2 separate regions of the Ovis canadensis genome follow, and region 2 is linked to region 1. Evidence: chromatin contacts called from public Hi-C data. All regions are on one chromosome and are shown on one strand. Each heading gives the region's core, a stretch centred on a gene start, on an enhancer-like site or on the middle of the called end of the contact. The rest is flanking DNA. Distances are from core to core; before and after follow the strand shown. Region 1 holds the start of VPS36 (vacuolar protein sorting 36 homolog). Region 2 has its middle 8.6 kb from the start of TRNAM-CAU.

Region 1 (3,722 bases), core at 1,152-3,651:
CTGTCAAGGTTTTAAAGAATTCACCTGTGAATCTGTTTGGACCTGAAGTGTTTTCTTTTTTTTTTGGTAACTCTTTGATAACTTTCTCAATTTTAGGCTTTAAAAATCCTTTTCTAGGGTTAATTTGAACGTTCATGGTCTCCCAGCACCCACTGCAATCAAGTTTTCACATTCATTTGCATAGGGCTCTGAAAATCATCTTTTATGAGACTCGCAGATGTTCAGTCCGAGTTGTCACTCTTAGGGTCTCCAGTCGCCAATGCTCACGTACAGCCTGGAAAAGAAATCGATGTAGAAGCAGTCCTTTCCCATGTTGAAATTTCCGAGTAGGATAAAGCATTTTGTTGTAATGACCCAAAATGTATCTTCCAGAAACTCAGATCGTAGAATTTATCACTGGGAAGGGCATCGAGAAATGATCTGGACTCTGGGAATTCCCTGGCAGTCCAGTGGTTAGGACTCTGTGCGGCACTGCAGGGGCAGAGGTTCGATTCCCCTTCAGGGACCTAAGATCCCACATGGTGCAAGGCCAGGCCAAAACAATAACAACAACAACAAAAACCAGCCTAACTCTCACGCAATCTCACTTCCCCTTCTGTTTTTGAGCGAAGAAACCAACCCATTTCTTTGCTTTCCTTGGCAGAAAAATTCCTCAAAAGGATCATCTATGCTCCCTGTCTGTAAGTCCCCTCCTCTTTTTCTCTTTTAAAATCAGATCATGAGGTTTTTTTCTTCCACCACCCCATTGGACCACTCCTGCCAAGGCCACCAAAATGTCCACGTGAGAAAAACAGGGATCAGTCCCCCAGCACCTGCCCCACCAGCAGAATTGTCACAGCCCGCCTTTCCTCCTCGCGGCACCCCCTCTTCTCTTGGCTTCCAGAACCCCACACCCTCCTGGTTGTCTCCCTACCTCACCTGCAAGCAGCTTCTTCTCCATCTCTTTCTCCACACCCCTTCCTCCCCTGACCTGTATGCTTCGGTGTAAATGAATATTCCCCAGCTCCTGAGCAGGAGTTGTCCACAGTGTTAGCCACCCTTCAGGATGAAGATCTTCTTTTGATTCAAAGGTATTGAGAAATTGTCTCATTGGTAAGTGAAAATAGGAAAAAAGAATAGAGGGGAGTTGGGTGGAGGGGGTTCAGGATGTGGGGGTCACATCTATCCCTTGGCCGATTCATGTGGATATATGGCCAAAACCAATATGATATTGTAAAGTAATTATCCTCCAATTAAAGTAAATTAAAATAATAATTGTCAAGTGGCAAAAAAAAAAAATTATAACATCTAATGTAGCCAGGGTAACTTGGCTTGGATGAAGAACAATTTGCTGGTGGCACTACGTTCTGCCTCAATAAGTTCCCAATATGTAGCAGGTTTGCAAAACATGGGTTCAAACTCTTAAAAGCAGTCATCCTACTTTGGGAAGACACTCTAAGCAAATAATCCTAAAGGGGAAAATACATATCAGTTGTAGAAGGACAAATACAGGTGCTTCATTTATAACGCAAGGTAGAGAAAGAAATGAAAGGGACAGCAGCCAAGGCCCAGCAGGTGGGAGTGGCAGTCAGGCACTGGTTTGCAGAGACCCATCCACAGGTAAATTATAATAGATCTATATAGTCCTGAAATACTATCTAGAGTAAATTTGTGAAGTCTGTGTTAATACTGGAAATGTTTAAATGAAAAGGATTTTAATTGGAAAAAAAGTGGGGCAGAAAATAGTACTTTTTTTTTTTTTACAAAATAGTACTTACATATTGATTGAAGCTGTGTGAAAACAAATCAGTCATAAATATTCATCTGGGAAAAAAGTATTCAATGACAGGCTTTAATGAACGCGGCAGCATGCTGGGAAGTGACAAGAAAAGGGCACAAATATGCAGGAATAGTGTACAATCAGAAAGTCCAAGCTGCGTTCTAGGCTCCCTAAAAGTCTCTTGTAATCTCTGGGTTTGCGGCTGAGGACAAAGACTCTTGAGGGTCTCTTGGACTGCAAGGAGATCAAGCCAGTCAATCCTAAAGGAAGTCAATCGTGAATATTCATTGGAAGGACTGAAGCTGAAGCTCCAATACTTTGACCACCGGCTGCGAAGAGCCAAAGAGCCGACTCATTAGAAAAGACCCTGATGCTGGGAGAGATTCAAGGCAGGAGAAGGGGACGACAGAGGACGAGATGGTTGGATGGCATCACTGACTCGATGGACACGAGTTTGAGCAAGCTCCGGGAGATGGTGAAGGACAGGGAAGCCTGGTGTGCTGCAGTCCATGGGGTCGCAGAGTCCGACACGACGGAGCGACTGAACAAAGGATAGGGTGGACGTCCCCATTGGGACTGTGGCCGATGGACCGCCAGAGGGCGCACCAAGCACGTCTCCACGTCCCCGGGCGCCCCGCGGCCGCGCGCGCTCCGCAGGGCTCCGAGGCCAGACAGCTCCCTCCCTGCCGGCCTCCGCCCCGCCCGCCGCCAGGGGGCGCCGCAGGCTGCCCGGCGGCTCGGCTCGCCGTCCCGGAGCGCCAGCGCGGGCGAGCGGCGGAGGCCGGCCAGGCGGCGGCCATGGACCGCTTCGTGTGGACCAGCGGCCTCCTGGAGATCAACGAGACGCTGGTGATCCAGCAGCGGGGGGTGCGCATCTACGACGGCGAGGAGAAGGTAGGGCTGCGGCCGGCCGGGCCTCGCTCCGCGACCCCAGCTCCCCGGCTGGCCTCGCCGATCGGCGCCGCCCCCGCTGTCCACGCCCGCCCGGCGCCGGGCTCCGGCCCGACCCGGGAACGGCTCCCGGAGGGAGCGCGCGGGCGGCGCCCCTCTCCCAGCCCGGGCAGAGACCCCCGCTCCGGGCGGCACGGCGGACGCGGGCAGGGAACCCCGAGTCCTCGCCCCCGATCGCGCCGGGCAGGCCGGTTCCGCCTTTGTCCCGAGGCCGCCGGGTGCAGCGCTCCCGAACTGGGCGTGGCTTCGGGCGCCGGGACCTGGGGGAACCGGGGGGACAGGGCGGTCCTGGCCGGAGCGGGAGCGGGGCGAACCGAAAGGATTTCCGAAGAGAAAAGCCCGCCTCTCCTGGGACGCCTCGGCCAGAGGCTCTGTGTGTGTGGATTGCTCGTGGTCCGGCAGAGGAGGTTTGATTGTTTTGTCGAGTGATGGAACAGGCCGTGCCTGGTAATCCAAACGTAAACCATAAAGAGCTGTGTTTGCAGATGGCAAGGAGAAATATTACCTGTGTTTCACGGACACGTTAACATTCACTGGAGACTACCGTCATACTACGAACGATCATCCTGTTCTGAATGAAATGTATGAGCTGGAATTAGGGGGAAAAAATTGTTTATCGGCATTTTTAGTTTCCAGAAGTTTTCACTTGCTACCTTGTCCTTCCTTGCAGTTTCCTTAGAGAGAAACTTCCTCCTGTACTTTGGAACTCGTTGCCTGACCCAGAGCTTTTCCTGTCTGTACTTGAGAGTAGCTTGAGGCCTCCTTCCTTCCAGGGCGGGGCTTACACAGCCACCCAGGCACCGCTGACATGCCTGGGGACCCTGGTGCCCTGCCTCCTCGAGGGCATTTTTGCATGTTTCCATTATTGGGTCGAGATCTTTTCTTTTGTTTGGACTTACAAACTCTCTTTCGGAGAAGGCATTGGCACCCCACTCCAGTACTCTTGCTCGGAAAATCCCATGGACGGAGGAGCCTGGTGGGCTGCAGTCCATGGGGTCGCTAAGAGCCCAAC
Region 2 (3,681 bases), core at 1,048-3,547, 88 kb after region 1:
TTACATAAGTATATACTGGATTTCCCAGGTGGTACTAGTGGTAAAGAACCCACCTGCCCGTGCAGGAGACATAAGAGACGTGGGTTCAACCCCTGGGTCAGGAAGATCCCCTGGAGGAGGGCATGGCAACCCACTCCAGTATTCTTGCCTGGAGAATCTCATGGACAGAAGAGCCTGGTGGGCTATGATCCATGGAGTCGTAAAGAGTCAGACACGACTGAAGTGACTTAGCATGCACGCACAGGTGTGTACATTTGTCAAAACATTAAACTGTATACTGAAGATGTACACATTGTGTTGTGTATGCAATACACCTTAATTAAAGAACAATGCAGTCTTATGTTTTTGTAATTTGGCTGCTCAAAGAGATTTTTCCATAATCAACTCCAACGCATCATTCTATTTCCTTTGTAGCTTCCGTCACTTCTTTTGAAACATACTCAAATCTCATGTATGTTAATCATGTGAGAGGTTACCAGGCTTCCCTCTGGATCGATAGACTTATTTTCTTAATACATGTGGTATTGTGATAACAGACATCTCATTCCCTCACCCATAGGGGATAAGAAGTAGCTGCAGTGTACACTGGAAGGCACAGTGGTGATAGTGACATCTTGGCAGTGAAGGAGAAAAAACTAAAAGTATGACCTAAGAATCCAAAAGAGTGTGAGCCTGGAATGATTGAAACAAAATCAGACAATGTTATACATTTCCGTAGTCACAGGGCATCACGTTTTGTCATAGGGTTCATCCAGAAATGTTAAATCATATGCAGTATATTCTATTTAAACCTAGGTAAATCATATGCAGTATATTCAAAGCTATGGTTTTTCCAGTAGTCATGTATGGATGTGAGAGTTGGATTATAAAGAAATTTGAGTGCCAAAGAATTGATGCTTTTGAACTGTGGTGTTGGAGAAGACTCTTGAGAGTCCCTTGCGCTGCAAGTGGATCCAACCAGTCCATCCTAAAGGAGATCAGTCCCAGGTGTTCATTGGAAGGTCTGATGTTGAAGCTGAAACTCCAATACTTTGGCCACCTAATGCGAAGAACTGACTCATTTGAAAAAACCGTGATGCCGGGAAAGATTGAAGGCAGGAGGAGAAGGGGACAACAGAGAATGAGATGGTTGGATGGCATCACCGACTCAATGGACATGAGTCTGAGTAAATTCCAGGAGTTGGTGATGCACAGGGAGGCCAAGCGTGCTGCAGTCCAAGGGGTCGCAAACAGTCGGAGATGACTGAGCGACTGAACTGAACTGAACTGATCTTCTATTTTAAAAGCAAAGAAGGGTAAATACATGAACATTTCATAGAGAACAATTTAAATCATATTTCTGTTTTGGTGCATGAAGGGATAAATCTTCAAATAGCCAGATTAATCCAGTCTGGGATGAAAGCCAGTCCCTGGTAGAACCAGGACTGGTGGCAAAGGAGCTGCCTTTGGGTAGATGGCTATTATTACACAACCAGGCGGAGTCCCAGGCAACTGAAAGGGGTCATGTAATCCCAATAAGCTCTGATTTAACACCTTTATCACCAACATGGAGCTTTCTTACCCTATAAGGATGCTGAGTAATACTGCAAACATGCATTTTCTGTGGGCCATCTGGTTATGAAAACCCCATAGGGTAAGACTCATGAGAAGGTCTTGCTAGTTTTTCTGAAAGTAAATAATTCTAAATGGGCTCCTGGAGAGTTTTCTGGGTAATTCATATTCTACAGAGATTTGATTGCAGAAAATTTCCAGTAAACTTAAAACTCAACTTCCTATAACACTTAGAAAGTGTACAAAAACAATTGGCTTTTGTTCGATTGAGAAAGACCCTGGATGAGTAGAACTTTGAAATGGTGAAAGAAAAAGGTAGATAAATAAGACGGAAATTTCTGACTGTCAGCGACTAAAGAAAACCTTGCTGAACTTGGAAAGTATAATAAAAGAGGGATCTTGCCTAGTTTGAGTTGTCGTATCCTTGGGCTTCCCTGGTGGTTCAGCAGTAAAGAATTTGCCTGGCAATGCAGGAGATGTAGGTTCAATCCCTGGTTCAGGAAGATCCCTGGAGAAGAACTATTCTTGGGTGGGAAATCCCATGGACCAAGGAGCCTGGCGTGTTCCAGTCCATGGGGTCGCAAAGAGTCGGACACAACTGAGTGACTGAACTGAACTGAGCAACTAAACAACAACATCTTGAGTTCAGATTCATGCCTGGATAGAATGCCGTGTGTTCTCAGGGATGAAGGGCCCGCAGGAGAATGAGAGCGAGGAGGCAGATGCTGTTGGAAGGAGAGAGCTGGAATGTCCTAGTGGTCAAGAGAAATGCATGTGTGGGTGTGTGGGAGGGTATCAGGGGAAATGAACACTGCCAAGTTGATTTGTATTTTAACTACCAAAGCATTCCTAGGACATTCTTCCAAGATGCTGGGATTAGAGAGATGGCAAGTTTCAACAGTATGTTTATCCATTACAAGTACAAGAACTAAGAAAAAAATTTTGGCAGATGTATCTTTAATTCTAAAAAGACAATGGTGACATTAAGGAAACTTTGAAACAAAGTGACTTCTCATAATTCCTTTACTCTTCAACAGCTAATATTCTATTTTTCTATGTTTTCTTCTGGACTAAAACTAAAACTCTCTTTCTCTAGCAGTACCTTTGAGTGAGTAAGTTTCCTCTTGGCATGATCTCTATTGAAGCAGCTTCTAAACCCTAATGAGCTGGGAACAATTCTCCAGTCCTGTATCATTCTGCCTTAAACTGGCCACTTGAACTGCAAAGAGGAATTATCTGCAATTATTATTTCACGACTGTTTTCAAGATTCCCCACTTTCAACATCCGCTGCACGTGGTCTGCAGAAGTAAAGCAAGTCAAACACTGTGGGCAAGAAAGCGATTCTGCTGTTCTTCAGAATGAGCTTCCCTGGTAGCTCAGTTGGTGAAGATCCACCTGCAAAGCAGGAGACCCCAGTTTTATTCCTGGGCTGGGAAGATCTGCTGGAGAGAGGGTGGGCTACCCACTCCAGTATTCTTGGGCTTTCCTTGTGGCTCAGCTGCAGTGTGGGAGACCTGGGTTCAATCTCTGGGTTGGGAAGATCCCCTGGAGAAGAGAACAGCTACCCACTCCAGGGGTCACAATGAGTCTGACACGACTTTCACTTTCACTTCACTTTCCAGAATGGGCTTAGGGATCATCCTTCCTAACTCCCTGTTATTAGTAAGAAAAATGAGGCCCAGAAAGGTCATAGAACTAATAAATTCTGTTGTTGAGATTTGACCCAAGGTGTTAAAAATTTTTTAATTTTAAAAAAATTTTAGATTTTTAGAAAAAAATTCAAATCTACCTTCCTCTGCTGCTGCTGCTGCTAAGTTGCTTCAGTCGCGTCCAACTCTGTGCGACCCCATAGACAGCAGCCCACCAGGCTCCCCCATCCCTAGGATTCTCCAGGCAAGAACACTGGAGTGGGTTGCCATTTCCTTCTCCAATGCATGAAAGTGAAGTCGCTCAGTCGTGTCCTACTGTTAGCGACCCCATGGACTGCAGCCTACCAGGCTCCTCCGTCCATGGGATTTTCCAGGCAAGAGTACTGGAGTGGGGTGCCATTGCCTTCTCTGCTACCTTCCTCTAACCCCCTCTTAATGTTAACAGACAACCACAGTTCAGTGATCAAAATCAGAAAACAC

The links. A called contact is a pair of places that touch in the nucleus more often than the background predicts.
Region 2: a contact with region 1 is called in a Hi-C map of fibroblasts, with 6 times the contacts expected there. The contact joins the enhancer-like site here to the promoter of VPS36 in region 1. A contact is called at or near these places in 2 of 2 Hi-C or Micro-C datasets (fibroblasts and lung).

Annotation. Positions count from the first base shown.
Region 1 is chr10:35,894,925-35,898,646 of ARS-UI_OviCan_v2, forward strand. VPS36 (vacuolar protein sorting 36 homolog) reads left to right here and starts at 2,402. Exons shown (of 14, transcript XM_069601474.1): 1 at 2,402-2,653. The coding sequence starts at 2,558.
Region 2 is chr10:35,982,639-35,986,319 of ARS-UI_OviCan_v2, forward strand. No RefSeq gene overlaps it. Among named protein-coding and RNA genes, the nearest start is that of TRNAM-CAU, 8.6 kb to the right of the region's middle. Within about 2 kb of position 2,298, the one cell type or tissue checked has open chromatin away from gene starts, as enhancers often do. A contact at or near this core is called in fibroblasts, where this site is marked.